Linked DNA regions of Mus musculus: all the other regions are linked to region 3. The links are chromatin contacts, called in public HiChIP or PLAC-seq maps. All regions are on one chromosome and are shown on one strand. Each heading gives the region's core, a stretch centred on a gene start, on an enhancer-like site or on the middle of the called end of the contact. The rest is flanking DNA. Distances are from core to core; before and after follow the strand shown.

What was found. HiChIP or PLAC-seq counts read pairs in DNA pulled down with a chosen protein or histone mark.
Region 1: a contact with region 3 is called in an H3K4me3 HiChIP or PLAC-seq map of embryonic basal ganglia, with 4 times the contacts expected there. The contact joins the promoter of A730098A19Rik here to the promoter of Sipa1l2 in region 3. A contact is called at or near these places in 3 of 39 promoter capture datasets (the HPC-7 cell line, hippocampal neurons and maxillary cranial neural crest), 1 of 15 datasets of contacts at CTCF or cohesin (CD8 T cells), 3 of 484 Hi-C or Micro-C datasets (the HL-1 cell line and embryonic stem cells), 9 of 115 datasets of contacts at active chromatin or transcription factors (embryonic basal ganglia, embryonic forebrain, embryonic limb bud and 6 more) and 1 of 9 other capture datasets (adipose tissue).
Region 2: a contact with region 3 is called in an H3K27ac HiChIP or PLAC-seq map of embryonic stem cells, with 10 read pairs. The contact joins the enhancer-like site here to the promoter of Sipa1l2 in region 3. A contact is called at or near these places in 4 of 39 promoter capture datasets (the 3T3-L1 cell line, embryonic stem cells, hippocampal neurons and 1 more), 4 of 15 datasets of contacts at CTCF or cohesin (embryonic stem cells, large pre-B cells, pro-B cells and 1 more), 52 of 484 Hi-C or Micro-C datasets (the 4T1 cell line, B cells, the C2C12 cell line and 29 more), 23 of 115 datasets of contacts at active chromatin or transcription factors (astrocytes, bone marrow-derived macrophages, cardiomyocytes and 13 more) and 4 of 9 other capture datasets (adipose tissue, embryonic stem cells, liver and 1 more).
Region 4: a contact with region 3 is called in an H3K27ac HiChIP or PLAC-seq map of extraembryonic endoderm stem cells. The contact joins the enhancer-like site here to the promoter of Sipa1l2 in region 3. A contact is called at or near these places in 1 of 15 datasets of contacts at CTCF or cohesin (large pre-B cells), 4 of 484 Hi-C or Micro-C datasets (the HL-1 cell line, bone marrow-derived macrophages, reprogramming fibroblasts and 1 more), 9 of 115 datasets of contacts at active chromatin or transcription factors (bone marrow-derived macrophages, cardiomyocytes, embryonic basal ganglia and 6 more) and 4 of 9 other capture datasets (adipose tissue, embryonic stem cells, liver and 1 more).
Region 5: a contact with region 3 is called in an H3K4me3 HiChIP or PLAC-seq map of bone marrow-derived macrophages, with 3 times the contacts expected there. The contact joins the enhancer-like site here to the promoter of Sipa1l2 in region 3. A contact is called at or near these places in 1 of 484 Hi-C or Micro-C datasets (centrocytes), 11 of 115 datasets of contacts at active chromatin or transcription factors (bone marrow-derived macrophages, craniofacial prominence, effector CD8 T cells and 8 more) and 2 of 9 other capture datasets (adipose tissue and pancreatic islet).
Region 6: a contact with region 3 is called in an HNF4G HiChIP or PLAC-seq map of pancreatic cancer cells. The contact joins the promoter of Kcnk1 here to the promoter of Sipa1l2 in region 3. A contact is called at or near these places in 1 of 484 Hi-C or Micro-C datasets (embryonic stem cells) and 1 of 115 datasets of contacts at active chromatin or transcription factors (pancreatic cancer cells).
Region 7: a contact with region 3 is called in an H3K27ac HiChIP or PLAC-seq map of extraembryonic endoderm stem cells, with 5 times the contacts expected there. The contact joins the enhancer-like site here to the promoter of Sipa1l2 in region 3. A contact is called at or near these places in 1 of 39 promoter capture datasets (embryonic stem cells), 1 of 15 datasets of contacts at CTCF or cohesin (the NIH/3T3 cell line), 6 of 484 Hi-C or Micro-C datasets (adipose-derived mesenchymal stem cells, cerebral cortex, muscle stem cells and 1 more), 17 of 115 datasets of contacts at active chromatin or transcription factors (the NIH/3T3 cell line, bone marrow-derived macrophages, craniofacial prominence and 12 more) and 3 of 9 other capture datasets (embryonic stem cells, liver and macrophages).

What each region holds. Positions count from the first base shown.
Region 1 is chr8:125,896,557-125,899,292 of GRCm38.p6, reverse strand. It overlaps A730098A19Rik (RIKEN cDNA A730098A19 gene), which reads right to left and starts at 1,379. Exons shown (of 2, transcript NR_155422.1): 1 at 839-1,379. Pcnx2 (pecanex homolog 2) reads left to right here and starts at 976. Exons shown (of 34, transcript NM_175561.4): 1 at 976-1,364. The coding sequence starts at 1,212.
Region 2 is chr8:125,846,682-125,849,381 of GRCm38.p6, reverse strand. All of the region lies in intron 15 of Pcnx2 (pecanex homolog 2), which reads left to right. Among named protein-coding and RNA genes, the nearest start is that of Gm46061, 4.0 kb to the left of the region's middle. Within about 2 kb of position 1,396, at least 15 of the 459 cell types and tissues checked have an H3K27ac peak or open chromatin away from gene starts, as enhancers often do.
Region 3 is chr8:125,568,439-125,571,138 of GRCm38.p6, reverse strand. Sipa1l2 (signal-induced proliferation-associated 1 like 2) reads left to right here and starts at 1,276. Exons shown (of 22, transcript NM_001357372.1): 1 at 1,276-1,484.
Region 4 is chr8:125,826,357-125,829,147 of GRCm38.p6, reverse strand. Pcnx2 (pecanex homolog 2) reads left to right here. Exons shown (of 34, transcript NM_175561.4): 18 at 1,013-1,105; 19 at 2,079-2,229. Among named protein-coding and RNA genes, the nearest start is that of Gm51603, 17 kb to the right of the region's middle. Within about 2 kb of position 1,342, at least 9 of the 459 cell types and tissues checked have an H3K27ac peak or open chromatin away from gene starts, as enhancers often do. A contact at or near this core is called in extraembryonic endoderm stem cells, where this site is marked.
Region 5 is chr8:125,092,326-125,095,096 of GRCm38.p6, reverse strand. The region is part of intron 3 of Disc1 (disrupted in schizophrenia 1); the gene reads right to left. Among named protein-coding and RNA genes, the nearest start is that of Disc1, 40 kb to the right of the region's middle. Within about 2 kb of position 1,421, at least 4 of the 459 cell types and tissues checked have an H3K27ac peak or open chromatin away from gene starts, as enhancers often do. A contact at or near this core is called in bone marrow-derived macrophages, where this site is marked.
Region 6 is chr8:125,993,634-125,996,470 of GRCm38.p6, reverse strand. It overlaps Kcnk1 (potassium channel, subfamily K, member 1), which reads right to left and starts at 1,369. Exons shown (of 3, transcript NM_008430.2): 1 at 657-1,369. The coding sequence starts at 1,011.
Region 7 is chr8:125,270,178-125,273,025 of GRCm38.p6, reverse strand. No RefSeq gene overlaps it. Among named protein-coding and RNA genes, the nearest start is that of Gm30713, 110 kb to the left of the region's middle. Within about 2 kb of position 1,480, at least 28 of the 459 cell types and tissues checked have an H3K27ac peak or open chromatin away from gene starts, as enhancers often do. A contact at or near this core is called in extraembryonic endoderm stem cells, where this site is marked.

The DNA of each region.
Region 1 (2,736 bases), core at 130-2,629, 330 kb before region 3:
AGAACACACACTGACACATGTGAAGAGCAAACAAACTAAAGTAAAGATTAGACCCTTCATTTTGTGAACAAGCTTTCTGCTGTATTGGATTATCCCTGCTTATTAATCAGGGTTAGGATTCATTGCTGGTTTGGCAATATCAAGAATGGGCTTTACTCTGTTCTAGCAGCGATCTAGCGCCACCTAGCGCCGCAATCAAAATCTGTTCTTCTCTTTTTTTTCTCTCCTCCCTTCTTCCCCCGCCCTTCCCCGCCCCCCTCTCCTCCTGGTTGAAATGGTAGATTGCTATCCCAGATTATGTTCAGGAAATATATAAGAAGAAAGAAAGCTGGATGTAGTTGCTTATGCTCATAATCTCAATACTCTATAGAGAATTGCCATGAATTTTCAGGCCAGCCCGAGCTACATAATCCCTTCCAAGCCAATTCAGTCTACAGAGTGAGACCGTGCCTTATCAGTAAGATAAAACAATGTAAGGTAAAAATGTGTGGTTAACTGAGGCTCCAACGATTATTTCAGAACGGCGGTTATCATTTCTGTGCGTCCAATTAGGTAATCGGGGGTGGAGGAGAAAAGTCAGGGTGGAAAGAGGTCAGTGGGAGCAGACCATGTCGCACATGAAACTTTAGAGCCTCTAGTCTGTAGCCAACCAAGGTCACAGGGATCAAAGCCCCGCAGGTGGAGCTCAGAGGACATCGCTTTGAGTACCGCAAGCCTAGGCCTCCAGATTATACAAACCTTTTGGGGCAGGAGACAAAACAAAAACAAAAGCCAAGAAGTTTCCTGTCTGTGGTCCTCACACGGGAACATTCTTGGTTCTCACACCTTGCAAACTTACTCTTGGGAGATTCAGGAGAAAAGGCAGGTGGAGCTCCAGCCACCAAGGAGAGGGAGGGACTGAGCTCCTTCGCAGACTTGTGTGGGCGCAGGGCGGAGCCGCCGGAGCATCCTTGAGCAGCCATCGCAGAGCATGATGGGAAAATCCTCCTTCCCTTGGACATGGCGCGCACCTGCCTGGCAGCCCCAGCCGGCTCCAGCACCGCGCTGTGCCGGTCCGTACTGTTCAGCGTCTACCGCGGTTTGGGCGGTGGCGGCGGGGGTGGGACCGCGCCTGGAGCACACCGGCACGCGCCGACGTACTGAGCTCCAGGGTGCTGAGCTTAGGGTGCTGAGCCCCAGGGCACGCTCGGTTTCTGCCGGACTCTGCGGGCATGGCGTCCCAGGTGCTGCAGCTGCTCAGGCAGGGTGTGTGGGCCGCTCTCACAGGGGGCTGGTACCACGACCCGGAGCATAGCAAATTCACCAATAGCTGCCACCTCTACCTGTGGCTGTTCCTGCTCTTGCTGCCACTGGCTCTGCACCTGGTGAGTCCCCAGTTTAGGGGTGGGTGGAGGAGGGGGAGGAGGAAAGGAAAAGGAGGAGAAACAGGAAGCGGAAAGGAAAATTAACAGGAGAAGAGAGGGAAGGGGGAGAGAAGGAAGGAGATGGGAAGAACTAAATAGGAAGTAAGGTTATGAAAGAAGGGGAGGGGGAGCCACAGAGGATGCCCAGGATGGGAAGGAATCAGTGACTTTGAGAAGTAGGGACGGAAGAATGAGGCAAGGGGTTTTGGGACAACAGTCCTGCAGGGCACTGGAGAGTCTCCGGAAAGAAGTATGTAGGACTTTGGGGATTGTGAGCTCATTAAAAATCGATGTGGGCTGCCTGGATGAGTCAGGCCCTGCTGTCTGAACGGTTGAGACTGGCTTATGGGTACCAACCATGGAGCCTCACGACTTCGGATGATATCAGCTATAACACCAGCTATAACACCTCAGGTGCAGTCGCAATAAAAAGGCAGTACGAATCCCTCTCAGGGCGACCTGATTTCGGTTGTTAGTCGTTTTTTCTTTTTTCCTACTCTTCTCTTCTTGTTTTGCTTTAGGAAGGTAGATTCCACTGTCAATCACTCTGCAGTTTCACTATGGTGTAGAGAAGTCTGAAAAAAAATTAAAAATATACAGGAGTGGATAAATGTCATACACCTATGCCAGAGCAGTGTGGCAGCTCCTCCTCTGGGATGGCCAACAATGGGGGATAGTGAATGCTTACTGAATGGTTACCTATGACCTTCATAGGTCAGTTAAACATATAGGTAGCGCAAGGCGTGATGGGGCACCCTTAAAAAGCTGCCTGCTGTTAACTTGCCGGTGAGGCGAGGAGCCGTCTCTGATGTGTCTGTGAAGGACTTTGTCCCTAGAACAGTACATGGTCATGTTCTGCTCCACAAAATCTTCAATGAGTTTGCATAGGTGACAGATCCTGAGTCTGACCTTCGAGATGCCTGGTGGCTTGGCACCCCTAGACCCTGGCTCTTTTACTGGCAGGCTGTTCAGAGCTGTGGTTCTGGAAACAGACTGGCTCAGCTGAACTCCGGGCCCAGCTTTTCCCAGTTCTGGGACCATGGAAGGAGTTGACTTACTTTGACATTTTACTTTCCTTGGCTGTAGAACAAGATACTTGCTCCTGTGTGTGTGTGTGTGTGTGTGTGTGTGTGTGTGTGTGTGTGTGTGTGTGCTTGAAAGCATGCAGAGAGATCAGAAGACAACTTGGCAGGGGTTCCACTCTGGGGGATCCTTGGATCAGGATTGGTGGCAGGCAGCTTTACTCTCTGAGCTATCTTACTGGCCATTAGAACCAGTTTGTGCCAGCCGTGGTGCTCAACGAGAGTACATATGAAGTCTTCTTCAGGACAGT
Region 2 (2,700 bases), core at 147-2,646, 280 kb before region 3:
GGCTTGTTTGGGAATAGGAGGAAGTGAGAGAAGGAGAAACAGCCTTGAGTCGCTGCCTGCAGGAGCAGAAACAGGATCCAGGGACCATGTAGAAAGTCCTTCTGCAAGCTCACTGCCTTCTCTGGGTTGTGACCAAACGTTTTCCAGCTCTGAGGTTTCCAATGTTGAGGCAGGCTTCTGACAGGGGGACAGAGGTACTCAGGGAAGTCTGTTTCATGGAGGAAGAACTGGCTCCTGTTGCATAGTACAGAATGAATGAGTGACAAACAGTAACAAAATATTAATGGCCCTGGTTGGTTGGTGTTTTAAATACCTTTTGGTTTAAAAAAAAAATAAACCCCATACAGCAATTTGCATTTCTCCTCATCTGGGAGCGCTGACTTCAAGTGGTCCCACGTCGACTCTCTGCTTTAAGACGTGGTGCCTATTAAATGCTGTGAACTGACTGAATGTGGTTAGTGAATTCACAGGAGGGTCCTGGGAAGAGAGGGAAACACGTCCATCTTCCACAAACACTGAATGTATTGATCAGGGTTTTCTAGAGGAACAAACTAATAGGATGAATCCCTCTGTGTCTCATTCACATGTGTGCAAGTGCACACACACACATACACATGCAAATACATATATGCATTTACACATATACATATATACATACACACATACACACATATACATATACACACATGTACATATATACATACATGCACATGCACAAACACACATATCACACATATATGGGATTTATTAGAATGGCTTACAGGCTATGGTCCAGCTCGTCCAACAATGGCTGGCTACTCATGGAAGGTCCAAAAATCCGGTTGTTTTTCAGTCCATGAGGTTGATGTCTCATCTAGTCTTCAGTACACTCTGCAATCCTAGACAAGTAGGCTTTCATGCAGTAAAGGAATGGACTCATTAGTGAGAACAAGAGCAAGCAGGCAGAGAGCAAGCTTCCTCCTTTGTGTCCTTTATAGGCTCTCCGCAGAATTAAGCTGCGGCCCAGATTAAAGGTGGATCTTACCATCTCAAAAGATCCAGATCAAGTTGCTCTTCCCACTTCAAATGATTTAATTAAGGAAAAAATAATCCCTCATGTGTACCCAGCCACTGGGGTTTTAGTTCATCCCAGTTGTAGTCAAGTTGATAACCGAGAATATGGCTCACACTTCACACCCTAGAGCTGGGGCCATGTGGTTTCCTTCTGGCGTTTTCTCTACACCGTGGTGCCTGCTCTGTGCTGCTGACATGGATAGTCTGAATAGGTCCTCACGAGCCGTGGCTGCCTGTGAGCCGCCTGGCCGGGGCCATGTCTCTCTCTACATAGGTCTCAGTATGAGCTTTATTACGTTGATTTATTGTTGTTGCTGTTGCCTATGGAAACCGAGAGATGCAACCCAGCACAGCTGCAAGAAGCCTGGGAAATTCCCACCTTAGGGACCACCACGCAGCTGACGCCTAGTCCTCAACAATGAGAAAGAAAAGAGTTTCAGGGCATGTCAGAGTGATGTGACGTTACCCAGTTTATTAAGCAGAGAGATGAGACAGTATGCACAGGGGAAACATTTAAAAGGAGAATGACATAGGGAAACTGTAGTGTACTCCTAAGACATAAACTTGGGCTTCTTAAGAGAGAGATTCCCCAGGGGCCTCAGCCAAGGCTAATGTGATTGGAGTCCTGTGAAGTTACCTAGCCCAAAGGATATAATTTATAACCAGGTGCAAAGAGTGAGCAGAGTTTACAAAGGAAACAAAGTTTCAATTTGTCTTTTGATATATGAGCTGGTTTCTTTGTTTCTCAAAGATCTTCCTTTCTAATGGTATGGAGGGTCTTAATTGAGTTTATGGATGAGAGGGGGTAGCTGAAGGGGTTAAAGTCAGGCTCTTGAACACTCTGGGCCTGAGTCACCTTGGTTCATGTGACTTGGTTTGGTTTGGGTTTTTTTGTTTGTTTGTTTGTTTTTTGGAGACAGGGTTTCTCTGTATAGCCCTCGCTCTCCTGGAACTCACTCTGTAGACCTGGCTGGCCTTGAACTCAGAAATTTACCTGCCTCTGCCTCCCAGGTGCTGGGATTTTAGCCTCCATGGTTTAGATGTCTTTTGTAAGAAGAGTGTTGTCTCTGTGGGCAATGTCCATCTTATCTGTTGTGTGAAGCTTTTTGACTTCAGCCAGCAGGAACCATAAAGCAGATCCCAGGGTGGGGTGCCTCTCTCTTAAGTGTCCCCTCTGTTTCCTTGCCCTGATATCTGGCCTCGTTATCACTCGGGAGAAGTAGATTGGGGGGGGGGACAAGTTGATTTTGCCCTCTGGAATATTAATTAGAGAAAGAAAATCCGATTCCTCTTTTAATCTCGTATTCTCTTTGGCTCATCCGAGATGGTTGCAAATCACGTAAAACAGACCCCCCCCCCATGACTTACATATATGACAGTGACACACACGGAAGCCACTGGAATATTTGCTCCCTGGAGAAACAGCTCAGCAGTTAATTAGCCAGGATTTCTGTTTGTCTAGGTAAACCTAGATGGCTGGGTTTTTTTTATTATTATTATCTTTTACGAAGAAATTCTGCTTTATTGCTGGTGAGAGGACCCAGAGGCTGGAGCACATTTTTATAATTTAATGTTTCCCAAGCGTCATTAACAATGGCTTGCAGGAGGGTTTCTCTCCCTCCCGCTCCCGCTCCCTAGCACTCCCCA
Region 3 (2,700 bases), core at 27-2,526:
GAATGCCTCATGGCTGGTATTTTTCTTGGAAACCCCAGCAATCTCCGTACCTTCGCCAAAAGAGGCATTTTATATTTGTTTCTGTAAGATACCTGAGCCCGCAGCCACGCCCTGCCTTCCTCTCTGGCGCTGTATTCCACAGTCTCTGCCCCGGTTTAATCTGCCCCCTCCCCCACCTCACCCCCAAGCACAGAGCAGGGTCTGGTAAAAAGTTTCCCAGAAAGCACTGCAGCACAGGACTTTTCTCAGACTTCATGTTTGTGGAATGCATACACAACTTCTGCAAACGGTAGGTATAGGGAGACCATCCAGAAAGACCTCAAAACCTGGAAATCTCAGGAGCATAATGTCATATACAGGTTGCTGGCATGTTTTACAAGGCCCATTCCTACGCATTACACCTGTATTTAAAATGATATATAAGAGATTGGACAATGTGCACGCAGAGAAATGCAGCTTGGGTGGGGACCCACTGTTTAAACTTCACCAGGATGTGTGCTCGTAGTAGGAAGCACTGCGACAGGGAAGGAGAGATAACATTATTAACATTATCTCTTCCAGGGAGGAGTTCAAAGTCCCAAACAAACCATTTCAGGACTCTGGGGACGTAAGGTGGAGCCAGCTCTGCCACCTGCTCCGGCCTTATTTACTCCTCCTGCCCGTGCATCTCAAAATAGAGCCCAACGCCGCTCTTCTGCAGCCGGCCGCAGGTGAGGCTCCCGGCGGTTGGGGGTAAAGGGGGTAGACAGGGCCGGAACACCGAGAGCAGGCGTGGGCCCGCTCGTGCATCGCTCCTGGCTCAGGTTCCCCGGCCCGCGCGACTACAGCTTGCACTTTTGCGTCAAGTCCGTCCCTCGGGCTTCGCCAGGCCGTGGTGACTCTCAAGGGTCCGGACATGGTGCGAGCATGTACGAATGAGAGTCCACACCCGGAGAGCACCGGTCGTTCCGAGGGCACCCGGGCTCGCGAGCACTCCGAAGCCGGCCGCCTGTCCCCGTAAGCCGAGGCCTCGCGCTCGCCGCGACCTGGAGAATCGCTCTCCGAGGACGCTCGCGCTCGCGCGCGCCCGACCGCGAGGGGCGAGTCTGGCCAGGAGGCGCGCCAATGGGCGTGGGCGGAGCGCTCGGGGCGGGGCCTGTCCGGTTGGCCAATGGGCGTGGGCGGAGCTTTAGGGGCGGGGACCGTCCGGCCACCGGCCAATGAGAGGGGGCGGCGCGCTCGGGGTGGGGTCTTTCGGGGCACCGGCCAATAGGCGGGGGCGGAGCGCGTGGGGGCGGTGCCGGGGCGGGCGGCGGCGGCGGGAGCCGGCTGCAGACGGAGCCGGGCGGCCGAGGACGCAGCGCGGCGCCTGGCGACAGCTCGAGCCGCGGGCGCAACGGCCGCGCGGGGAGCGCGCCCATGGGTAGCGCGGGACGGCGGCGGGCGGCGAGGCCCTGGCTTCTGCGCGCCGGCCCTGGCGGGGTCCAGAGGACCGCGGCTCCGAGGTGCGTGCCGGGGGGTGCGGGGTGCAGGGCGCAGGGACCGGACCTGCCCGGCTGCGCGCAACTTGCGGGCCGCTCCCCCGGGACTCCCGCTCCTTTGTACGCGCGGGCTCGCGTCTCCGCGGGTGAGGACCGCGGTCGGGAAGCGACCGGCAGCGCCGGCACATTCATTTGAGCCTGGTCGCAGAATCCCGAGAATCAATTTCGGCTCGTCTCCCGGAGAGCGAAAGCCGAGGACAACTTGGCGTCACCCCTTGGGGAGACGTTTGTCGTCATTAACCATCTTCGGCTACATTAATTCAGTCCGGGCCAACGTCAGCACGGGCGAACGGACAGCAAGTGCGTCCTCACGAATTGGGGCTGGGCGATACCTGATTTTGGTCAAAACAGGTCTTAGGCGCTTCGGGTTCTGCTTGGAGTTGCCTCGGTCTGCGCAAGGATGGCTTTGAGAAAGAAGGCCAAACAGCGAGGGGGAAAGGCAGAATGCAGAACACCCCAAAACCCAAGTCATCCGCAGAAAACGGGGCGTCTTGGTTATTCTCATTGGTTTTCCCCAGTAACTTCAAAATAGTCCCAGAAATGTTCCTTTTGTCTGCGGTTTCACTTCTAAACTTTAACACTAGATGGCTTTCTTATGACAGGCATTTTAGTCCGCTGCCCGCTTGAGTTTCCTGCGTCTGCAGTCTAGGCTGGGATTTATTTATTTATTTAACGTCTTACAAATTGGAATGAAAGGAAGAAACTATCCCAAACTGCTGCTTTATTTGAAACATAGTACTCCCCTGTAAGGCTTAAACTGGTTATTATATTTCTTTTTTCAAATATGGAAAGTGGGCTTTGATCTCTAGCGACCAGAGGTGACTACGAATGAGCGAGCTGCTTGTTACTGGGCTCTGCATCGCGGAGGTCTTGATGTCTTTGGAGAATGTGGAGTTCTTGGGTGGGTTTGGTGATAAGAGCTGCATAGATTTCGACATGCTGTTTATGGCTAGCTGGAGCGGTTTCCGGAACAGGCAGCAATGGGATCTATTGCAGGGGGTGGAGGGTGGTTGGGAGGGGGGAAGAATAGTCTATCTTCAGTTTTGGGCGCGTGTGAGGCTGTTCATGCCTAAGGGTTGACCGGCAGCATTTGAGGAAGATCTGTAGCTGAGTGCGTCTGCCTGAGTCATACTGAGGGTTGTGTCACGGACCTCTGCGTTTCCTTCTCCCCTGGTGAGAT
Region 4 (2,791 bases), core at 93-2,592, 260 kb before region 3:
CAACAATGTTTCTTCAAGGTTTCTGCTTAACAGCATTGCTTCAGTTCCTTCTTAACTTCCCTCAATGGTGTGAGGGCAAGTCGCCCTAATCTAGGCTGCTTTCACTTTTGATCATAGTGAAAGAATTGGGTGGTGCGTTATCCCTTTAATTCCCCCCATGCTCACAGTACTCTGACTTACCAGAGAAAGTTCAGAACAGGCACACTGGGTGTATGACAGGAGAAGGTGTGGGGATCGTGGTCTTCCTGAACCACCCACTTTTCCACACCCATGGTCACACCCACCACACAGGGTTGGTGTTTGTATTCTCTTTATTGTTTCCACTGTCTGTGTCCAGCTTTACATGTTAACACAGGCATCCAGCTAGCAGCATGACAGGGAAGAGACAACACATTATTTCCATTTTAAAATCAATGAAAGAAAGCCAGGCGGGTGACACCTACAGTCCCAAACTGTGTGTACTGACTGAAGTAGCTGGGAAGCTGTAGTTGGTTGTTTGGTTTTGTTTGTCTGTTTGCTTATGGATCTGATGGTTGCATGGAAGTGTACAGCATGGTCCAAAATATAATGTGTGCAAGGCTTCTGTCTGGTATTTCCAGTTTGTATGTTGACCTCCAAAGCCACCCAGGACCTCGTAGAGACTGTTAGCATCAGTCCTGCTTTCTGAGACTCTGTGAGTTGGGGGGCTTTGGGAGGTCTGTGGGGACTCTGTATCCCATGAGTTTGTGGGAAGGAACCTTAGGCCTCTTATGTGTAGACATGTTTGTTCTCTCCATTGAAGTGCATGTATGTTAATCTACTAGCACCATACCTGCCTCCCTCTCCCTTAGACATCCCCAGTGGGATCCAGTGACTAAGCTAGTAGATGGTGCCATTGGGGTGTTCCAGGACACATGGGTCTGACATACAGAAGAGCAGTGTGGAGTGTTAGCATCCTGCCGCTGACTCGCCTGGCAAGCGCCTCCGAGGAAGCCACACAGAGCTGACCTCACAGCCAATCTTCTCTTTCTAGAAGGATGTCCTGAGATCAGACCTTGTCATCTGCTCAGCCGCTGCTGTGCTCTCCTTTGCAGTCAGTGCCAGCACTGTCTTCCTGTCCTTACGGGTAGGTGGCCCCAAGGCTCGGCTCTCCCTTGCTTGTTCTCTTGATAGGGGCTAGGCATGGAATGAGGGTACAGAGGGCAGAGGAGCCAGGGAAGAGGGTCAAAGAACACACACACAAAGAACTATGTCCACGAGGAGACTCGGGTAACCTCTTTGTGAGTCATCTCCTGTCCCTGGGGGAGTCGTTTTGTCCTTAAGAGTGATAGGACAATTTGTAATCTCGGACAGTTGTCATTGTGACAGGCTGGGAACAGACACCAGATCTCCCTCAGTAGAGAGAGAGGTCACTGTATCTGAGCTGAGCCACAGTGACACAAAGACCATTTGGAGATATATATACATATATATATATGAATATATATATATATATATATATTCATATACATATATATATTCATATACATATATATATTCATATACATATATATCTCCAAGGACTCTGCCTTACAGTTCTTACAGAATATTGTTGCCTTGTCACAAACATGGGACATTCATGGCCACATCTTCCCTGGACTGTTTTATCAACTGAGTGTGAGTGTGCTGTTCTCTACCTCTGAAAAAAAGTCTTAGGGTATGATACAGGGGACAGAATTCTCACAGTCTCTTCCAGGGGTCACTTCCCGACCCTGTTCTTAGCAGCTCTCAGCACATAGGTCTTCCTATGAGAGGAAAGAGGGTGGGGGCAGGCTCAGTCAGTACTCTGGTTGTCTTAGCAGCCTTCCAGCCAGCCTAGATTGTTCAGTGAATTCCAGGCCAGCGAGAGACTGTCTCAGAAAACAGAGATGATGAATGGCCCTTGAGGAATGACATCCAAGATTATCCCCTGACTTTCTCATGCATACACGTGTGTGCACACCTCTACATACATAAAATGCACAGGCCAAAAAAAAAAAAAAAGTGGGAGGGAAGGCCTGATGGCAGATGCCTACATCACTCACTCAAGAGTTGACTTTTGACCTCTCTGTCCTCTGCAGCCTTTTCTCAGCATCGTGCTCTTTGCCCTGGCGGGCACCGTGGGGCTCATCACCCACCATCTGCTCCCTCAGCTACGGAAGCACCACCCCTGGATGTGGATCTCACATCCTGTGCTCAGGAGCAAGGAGTACCAGCAGCGGGAGGCAAGAGGTCAGTGTCGTAGTCTCAGGGGGGACAGCAAAGCAGTGGGCACGCCTCTCATGGCACAGGGGCACAGCTCTGTGAGTGTGATCAGTGCCACGGTGCCTCACGCTTCAAAGGAAGCAGGGTTCACTGCGTGTTTGCCCATGTTACAAAGATGGAGTCTAGGCGATGCACAAAACAGGCTGCTCAGGTGGAATAGGAAAGAAAGTCTGTCAAATTAACTATGAAGTTCTGTTAGAATAGTCATTGCTTACTGATTCCATAGGGAAATTAGCATCCATTGCTCATGCTTGAAGGTTACAATTCTGGTTTATAGTGACTGGGCACTAAGGAGAGAACCACTTCATGCTTGACCACTAACTACCAGGCTCTGGATTCTTGAGTTTCTGTGAAAGAGCTTTGTATAGAGAGCAGCTGTGTCTACAGGGGTTGGTGTAGCAACTCCCATGGGAGAAATAGCCTGGTGCAAATGGCAACCTCAGAGCTTCATATAAAAAATACATTTCTCGGGAGGCAGAGGCAGGCGGATTTCTGAGTTCGAGGCCAGCCTGGACTACAGAGTGAGTTC
Region 5 (2,771 bases), core at 172-2,671, 480 kb after region 3:
GCAACCAACTGTAACAGATGCCTAACCCTAACCCTAACCCCCAACCCCTAACCCCAAAACCTAACCCTAAACCCTAATCCTAAACCCTAACCCTAACCCTAACCCTAACCCTAACCATTTGCTTGTCTAAATTTTTCTAAACTCTAATGCCACAACATTCAAGTATTTCCTAAGGTGTGTTGGGGGACAGAAAAACTGCTCAGCAATTCAGAGCACTTACTGCTCTTGTAGAGAATCCAGGTTCAGTTCCCAGCCACCTCTGACCTCCACACACTTGAACACACAGGACCAAACATCGTATATGTGTATGTGTATGTGTGTGTGTGTATGTGTGTGTGTGTGTGTGTGTGTGTGTGTCTGTGTATGTGTATGTGTATGTGTATGTGTATGTGTATGTATGAGAGACAGAGACACAGAAAGAGAAACAGAGATGCTAAGATCCAAAGAGTTTCTGCTCCACCTCACACCCACTCCTGGCTCATCTGGCAGTGAAGTAGCAGGCAGGGTTACAGTATGCCAGTGGGGTATCAATACAGGATCCCTGTGGACAATCTTTTCCTCCTTCTAGGCTGAGTCCTAGACAGAGACACGGGAATGTCTACTCTGCACCCTAGCGTCCAAGCAGTGGTCTCTCCCAGTCTTGTTCCTGCCCTTAGCACTTCAGTCACAGGCAGGCATTAATGTAATGAGTCTAAAAGTGTCTCATGGGAAAAGGACCCTAAGCAAACATGGAAAGTATTGTTATTCTCCCCCCCCCCCCAAGGCCTTCCCAGCCTGCAGTAAAGATAAAAGAAACAAGAACTTGACTTCCCTGGCAAGGGAGATGGGAGGAGTCAGAGTCCTTAGGGAGTCTCCCCCAGGAGGCTTTGCAGTGTAAACTTGCTGTGATTTTAATGAGATAAAACATGGAACTTTCTATTCTGTGCCAACCACATCTTTCTCTTGAGCATAGAACGAAAGGAAAAAGGAGCAAAAACCTGGGGATATGTGGCTGTCCTGTAGCTTCCCCTGGTGTGCTCCGGCACACACCATCACACACTCTTCCCCAAGACAGAGAGCAAGTATGCTGTTGTCTACACACACACACACACACACACACACACACACACACACACACACACACACACAGAGTAACAAAGTTTATACAGGATGTAAATAAATCTCAACAATTTTCCAATATTTTTAGGAACCTGGAGAAACTAGGTGGGAATTAAGGTTATATTCCAGGGTCTTTCGACAAATCTCATTACAATAAACGTCAGCTCATTGAAGATGAGGACTCACTGACCCAGAATCTCATTGACCTATGAGAACTCTATACTCTGTTATTTTTCTTCTTCCTCTGTTCTTCTAACAGGAGCAATGTAAGGAGGGAGGGTTTATTTGGGTTTGTGGTTTCAGAGGATCCTCCGTTCACCATGGTAGTGACTCATGGTGGCAGTCAGAGCCTGCAGTAGAGGGTCTTACATCATGGCTGACTAGACAGCAGAAAATACAGACCAAATCCCAAAGAGGTTCAATCCTTCAAAGACCCACCTCCCCCCAACCCCCAGCAACCTGCTTCTGCCAGCTAGGCTCCACTTTCTAAATGCGCCACGACCTTCTAAAACAGCCACGTGAGCTGGGAACCAAGTGTCTAATCTTATGAGGTTCCGGGAGACGGTTGATGTTCAAACCTCCACAATCACCTAGTGACTGGGGCAGGGTTCATCCATCACAGATAACCGTCAGTGTTGAGTCTCATCCCAGGAGGACGTCTGCCTCCCATAGCTTTCTCCCTGCACCCACCTAACCTCCCAAACCAAAAATGTTCTGCCATGAGAACTCTGTAGTGCTTTCTCCTCGTCTGCTCTAAGGCAGTGAGAGTGTGGGTACCAAGACATCTTAATACCTCATAAAGCATCTACTGAATGCCCAGCAACCAGATATACACTTCACAAGGACACTTACGCTCTCAATATGCAAGCCAAGTGTGCAAGTTGAGGACTTAAACAGGATGTGACTTACTGTGAACCAGACAGATGCCCCCTTAAAACTCCCAGCCACTGCCCTGTGGCCTGCCCCTCTGTGGAAGAATCTTAGAGCCACAATTCCTCCAACCTTAATCCCCGAGTCCTCTAGAAACTAGAGAAATATAGAGTGCTAGGCCCACTCCAGAAATTCTGAGCACACAATAAGGAACAAGCCAGAAGGATACTGAAGGAGAGTACCAGGAAGGATGCTGAAGAAGGGTACCCAGGAAGGATACTGAAGGAGGGTACCAGGAAGGATGCTGAAGGAGGGTACCAGGAAGGATGCTGAAGGAGGGTACCAGGAAGGATGCTGAAGGAGGGTACCAGGAAGGATGCTGAAGGAGGGTACCAGGAAGGATGCTGAAGGAGGGTACCAGGAAGGATGCTGAAGGAGGGTACCAGGAAGGATGCTGAAGAAGGGTTCCCAGGAAGGATGCTGAAGGAGGGTACCAGGAAGGATGCTGAAGGAGGGTACCCAGGAAGGATGCTGAAGGAGGGTACCAGGAAGAATGCTGAAGGAGGGTACCAGGAAGGATGCTGAAGGAGGGTACCAGGAAGGATGCTAAAGGAGGGTACTCAGGAAGGATGCTGAAGAAGGGTTCCCAGGAAGGATGCTGAAGAGGGGTTCCCAGGAAGGATGCTGAAGGAAGGTACCCAGGAAGGATGCTGAAAGAGGGTACCAGGAAGGATGCTGAAGGAGGGTACCAGAAAGGATGCTGAAGAAGAGTACCCAGGAAGGATTCTGAAGGAGGGTACCCA
Region 6 (2,837 bases), core at 120-2,619, 430 kb before region 3:
CTAAGCCTCTTGAAGACGTTGAAGCCTCAAAGTAGAAGAGAAGCTCAACGCACCTAAAGTTGAAGTAACCGCTGATTCAGGAAGCCCCACCATGTGGGGCCCAGGTCAAGTGACTCCCTTCCCTTCTCCCACCCTTCCTCCTACTCTGAAACCCCCATAGGCCTGCCTGCTTAGAGGTCACCTGCAGAGAGCAGAGTGATGTCACCACTGTCCCCAAAACAGATCCAAAGAAGCTGTAATAGGTCTACAGTAGGGAAGGGAGTCACAGTCATGAAGGTGACCCATCCAAGGGTCATTGCTAGGTTTCTCGGCCTGGGGTCTCTGGGATGGGGCCAGAAGGAGGCGAACGCTCTTAAGCACAGGATACTCTCCTCATCTCCTGGTCTTGCTGCTCAGTTGCCAGGACAGAAATGTCGGGGACCTACCCTCCCATCAGCTCCTACCTGCTCCTCACAAGGACGGAGAAGTGAATGAGACCCCTGCAGCCTCAAGGTCCAGAGTGTTTGAGACCATTCCCAAAGAGTAACAGCTGCAGTACCCATATCGTGCTCCGGGGTCACCTCACTGGCTGCCGCCACTGCGAGCCACCGCAGGATGCGCCCAGCGGAGGCCTGGGGACGCCGGGGTTTGGGGTAAGGTGGCAGCAGCGGCCCTACCTGTGGTGGAGAGCACGGTGCTGGCGAAGAAGAGCGCCGAGGTGAAGTCCCAATTCCAATTTCCCGAGGCGTTGCTGAGCACCGACACTCCATAATTGCTGGCCTCCAGCACGCGGCCCAGGAACTGCTCCAGCTGCGGCTCCGACAGGCACTCGTGCTCCTCCAGGAAGCGCCGCTTCAGCTTGCGCAGCTCCTGGCGCAGCAGGTCCTCATAAGGCAGCTCCACGGACGAGAAGACCACGGCGCCGAACACCAGGTAGAGCAGGTAGCCCAGCACCAGGAAGCCGAAGCACCAGGCCGAACGGTGCCGCTCCACCAGGCGCACGCACGAGCTGCCGGCCAGGGACTGCAGCATCTTCCCGGCGCCCGCGCTCCGCGCCTCCCGCCGCCGCTCCCTTTCCTGGTTTCGTGCAAATACAAGAGGCCAGATGATGTGGCGGTGACGTGGTGGCCGGCTCAGGTAGCGGGAGTTGGTCGGGCGGAGCGCTCTCACCCACTTGGCGGGAGCTGCTGGCTGCCCGCGCCCCCTACCTGGCTTCCGAAACCGGAAAGTGCAGGTTTGGTGGCGCCAGACCCTGGCCAGGCCACCCGGAGGCTGCCTGGCTCCCTCTTCCCTTCCCCAGTGCAGTCAGCAGGCCTGAGCTGAGAGAGAGAGAGAGAGAGAGAGAGAGAGAGAGAGTGTGCGCGCGCGCGCGCGCGCCACCGTAACCCCCGTCCTAGCTACTTTTGTCCCCCCAGGCATTCCTCCTGATTAAAGCTACTATAGCCAAATACCAAGGGTACAGATAGATCCTGTCTTCCTCTGTCTTGTTGACTGGACAGCTAAGCCATTTGCTGCCCAGACTATTGAAAATACAATGAACCTCTTTCTAAAAAGCTACTTGAATCCTCTCCTGACCCCATCCTCCACCTGGAACAGGAAAACACAGCTTCTGGATTTTAGCCTAAACAATACCCCAAACTTTAAGGACTTCGTGGTCAGGAGACAGAAATGGAAATGTGCGCTAGGGCACGGAGGAACTGATGGTGGATGAGGTTGGGTTCTACATTTCTGCATAGACATGTGCAGCCGTGTGCTTCTAGAGTCTAGCTGTGTGCTTCTAGGGGTGGGGGTGGAGGACCTGACTCTGTGACACTTCCTAGAGAAGGATGACAGTCACATACATAAGACTCAGCATAGCTGTATCCTGTCTTATATATCGTGCCATACATCATACCTATTGTCTTAGGTTTTTATTGCTGTGAAGAGACGCCATGACCACAGCCGTTCTCATAAAGGAAAATATTTACCTGGGTCTGGTTTACGGTTTTAGAGGTTTAGTCTATAATTATCATGACTGGGAACATGGTGGCACACAGGCAGACATGATACTGGAGAAAGAGCGGAGTGTTCTACATCTGGATTGGCAAACAGGAGAGAGAGAGAGAGAGAGAGAGAGAGAGAGAGAAAGAATAAAACTGGGTCAGCGTGAGCATTTAAAACCTCAAAGCTCAATCCCCTGCGACACACTTCCTCCAACAAGGCTACACCTCCTAATAGCGCCACTCCCTATGAGCCTGTGGGGGCCATTTTCATTCAAACCACCACTCCACACACAGAGGTGTATTTTTGTCATTACATGCACATGGAGTCAAGAGTCAGGGACATTCTAAAGGCTCCTAACTAGGGGAATGGGAGCAGGAAAGATGACGTAGTGGTAAAGTACTTGGGTACCCAGACTTGTGGTCAGACACTCAGGACTCGAATTAAAAAAAAAAATGTTGAAGCATCATCATCATCATCATAGCATTATCATTATTATCAATGTCTCCAATGAACTCCGGGAATGGACTCCGGTTGCCGGGACCGTGGTTAGCACCTGGACTGCTGAACCGTTCCCCAGCCAAGATGACATCTGATCTTTAAAGATGAATTTGAAGACTATGCAGACGTAAGCACAGCTGTCTGGAATCTCAAATATGCGAACCGTTTATGCTGTACCCTGTAACAGAACTGTGTCTGCAAAGCAGGCTAACATGTAGAAGTAGAACTGCCTCCAGCAGCTGTTTGTGGGGAAGTAGAGGAGAGAGGTAGCTTCAATTTCTTATATTAAAAAAAAATACTCCTCATCTATGGTAGATGATATCAGTAAGAGAAAGCATTAAAGTAAATCCGAATTAATCTAAATACTTGGAAAATTC
Region 7 (2,848 bases), core at 231-2,730, 300 kb after region 3:
GGTGATGCTTCCATGCAGCGCAAGAGATTCTCCTTACACTGGATTTGACTAATTCCAAGCTTGGTGTAGACAAGGAGTCTTGTAGCATAAATCACCCTGCTCAGTCAACAGTATGTCGGTGAAATTCCTCCATACTGCTGTGCATATTTTCTACCCTCAATGATTTTTGTCTTTTTATAGGACTTGAGAGTGAACCCAGGGCCTGGTGCACATAAGGCAAACAGTCTCTCCTCTCAGCTGTATTCCCACCCCTACTTGCGGCTTTGATCTATTCAAAACAATGCAGACACAAACACAGTAGCACCTGCTCTTTGGACTTATGGTCACACTATAGGATTAAGAGTGATAAGAAAGGCAGGGTATGTGATTAGGCGTGATTAGGCAGATGTGCCAAGAGTGACAGCCCAGCCTTCCATGCTCTGAGCTGGTGTTTCTTGTTCCCTTAACCTTTCCGGGGTGGGGTGGTGTTGTGATTGTCTGAGCTGATAATCATGTTGGTTGTTTGTGAATGTGTGAGGCTTTTCACTGCTGTGATAATTACGCGTGAGAAGCAGTGTAAAGGAAGGATTTGTCTTCAGACTTGGTTTCAGACCGTTCCATGCTTCTTAGCTGTGAAGATTAAGCCGGCAGAGCTCCCAGGGAACCACAGTCGTGAGTTCAGTGTCTTATCACTAGGCGCGTTCTTTCTTCATTTGACTCCCTGTTTCTCTTTGCATTGGAGCAACGTGCTAGCACAGGGCGGATATTCCAAAGGCCTAGCCCTACCCATTGTTTCTGGTACCGGAAGAGTAAATCAATCATGAGGGTTAGAAAAAACAATGCTTAAGGAAAGAACATATTCCAAGTGGAGGAAAAGGGGGATAGGCAGGAGGAGAGGGGAACCTGGCATTCAGAACTAAAAACTCAGAATAGCAACCACAGAAAACATAAGTGAATTGTTAAATATTTCCTAGTTGGAAGTACCTTTTTGAGCTTGGTGTGTGTGATGTGTGTTCACACGAAATGACTAACAGGGCATGGAAACCTTTCCCGATCACAGACTGCCTTATATATATCTAACGGAGTCTTCACATTTTCAAAGAGACTTCTGTGTATCCTTATGTACACAATGCTTTGCATGAGTGGGCTGGGGGGGGGAGCACCTATCTGAGGTGCTAGGCTCCCAAGTACTAGGTGAACAATGCTAGCTCCCTCCTGACCGTCAAACCTAAAGCAGATGCTGTGTCTCCCAGCCCCTGTGCTTTGTCCCTTCCCCTGTGGTGTGCTGCTGAAGACAGAGCAGTGCATCGAAGGATTCAGGGACAGAGGTCACAGCAGGCTGGGACATCTGGGACATGGAGCCACCTTAGCCCTCCCCTCCTCCTCCCTAAACAGGGCCAGATAAACCCCCACACATATCTGTGAGTCATGTAAACCTCCTTGGGTCCATGAGTTCCCCAAGCCACACCTGGTGTGGACAGCTGGTTGGCTCTGAGGAGGGAGAGTCAGAATAGAGCAGAGCAGGTGCGAGCCACAGGAGAAGGTTGAAGGAGAACTGGAAAGGACAGCCAGGCTCAGCGAGAACAGCACTCTCTGGGAACTGCAGCAGCCGCTTAGAGACAGTGCTAGAAGCTCAGTTACATTGTATCCTCCAGACTCAATGCAGTCGCTAACTTTTAAGAACTGTGGCCTCTTGTGCTGGTCCCACACAAGACTGGCCCAGCAATAATTAGTCATGGAAGGCAAAGGGGCTCATAGACCTGACTCTGCGGCTGAGCTACTGGCCTTTGATAGATTCTGGAAGAGGAGAAGTCGCTGTCTTTACTGTGTGTGTGAACTGTTGAGCCCACTCACAGCACTGCAGACACATTGTTGCTGTTGTTTTTATCTTAGTGGATATTTCTATGGGAGCAAAGCTTTGCTCAAGGTTAAACCCCAGCTCCCAAAACAAAGCCAGACTTGACCAATCAATGCTTATAGGATGGAAGAAACTGCATTAACTTTGAAAGGATGGAAGTTCATAGCTTTAGCTGATGACAAGCAGTGCAATGTCAACATCACTGAGCCTAGCCAGAAGGGTTTGTAAGTTAGACATTCCAGCCTGCAAGCTATTTTCAAACGTGGTGGCTAAATGTGCTTCCATGGAACTGGTATAACTATGTGAACAATCCTTGAATTTTGATGTTGTTGATGAGTATACTCTGTGGGTGTATTTAGAGTTATATTTTTCATATTTTAGATAAGGTAACATGTCATGTGTGCATCTGTCTGTCTGTCTCTCTCTCTGTGTATGTCTGTGTGTGTACTGGTTAGTTTTTGTCAACTTGACCAAGAACTTCCACAACTGGGAAGAAGAAATGTCAATTGAAGACTTGCCTCCCTCAGATTGACCTGCAGGCTTGCGTGTCTGCTTCAGCTTCTGCCTCCAGGTTCCTGCATGGCGTCCCTACCATGGCTTCCCTGACAGACAATGGACTTTGCCTGTACGATGCAATAACCCCACCCCACCCAAATTCCTCTTGGTCAGCGTCTTATCACAGCAACAGGAAGGCAAACTGGGGCTCTCTAAAGTGTGTCAAGACGGTCATGGTGATACACACCTGTAATCTCAGCACTGGGGAAGCCGAGGGAGGTTGAGACTAGTCTGGACCAATCACAAATAACAAGAAAACAGAGAGACGTAACTCATGTATGGACTATAGTGACACAGCTGGACAAAGCTGGGGACACTGTGTGAAGTTTAGGAAGGATGTTAACTTCTTGTGACTACGACAGTCGAGCCAGGATGAGTCCTGATGAATGAGTCCCACCCCCCCACCCCACCCCCCCAACCCCTGCCATAGGAACTATTCTTGAAATTTAGATCCAC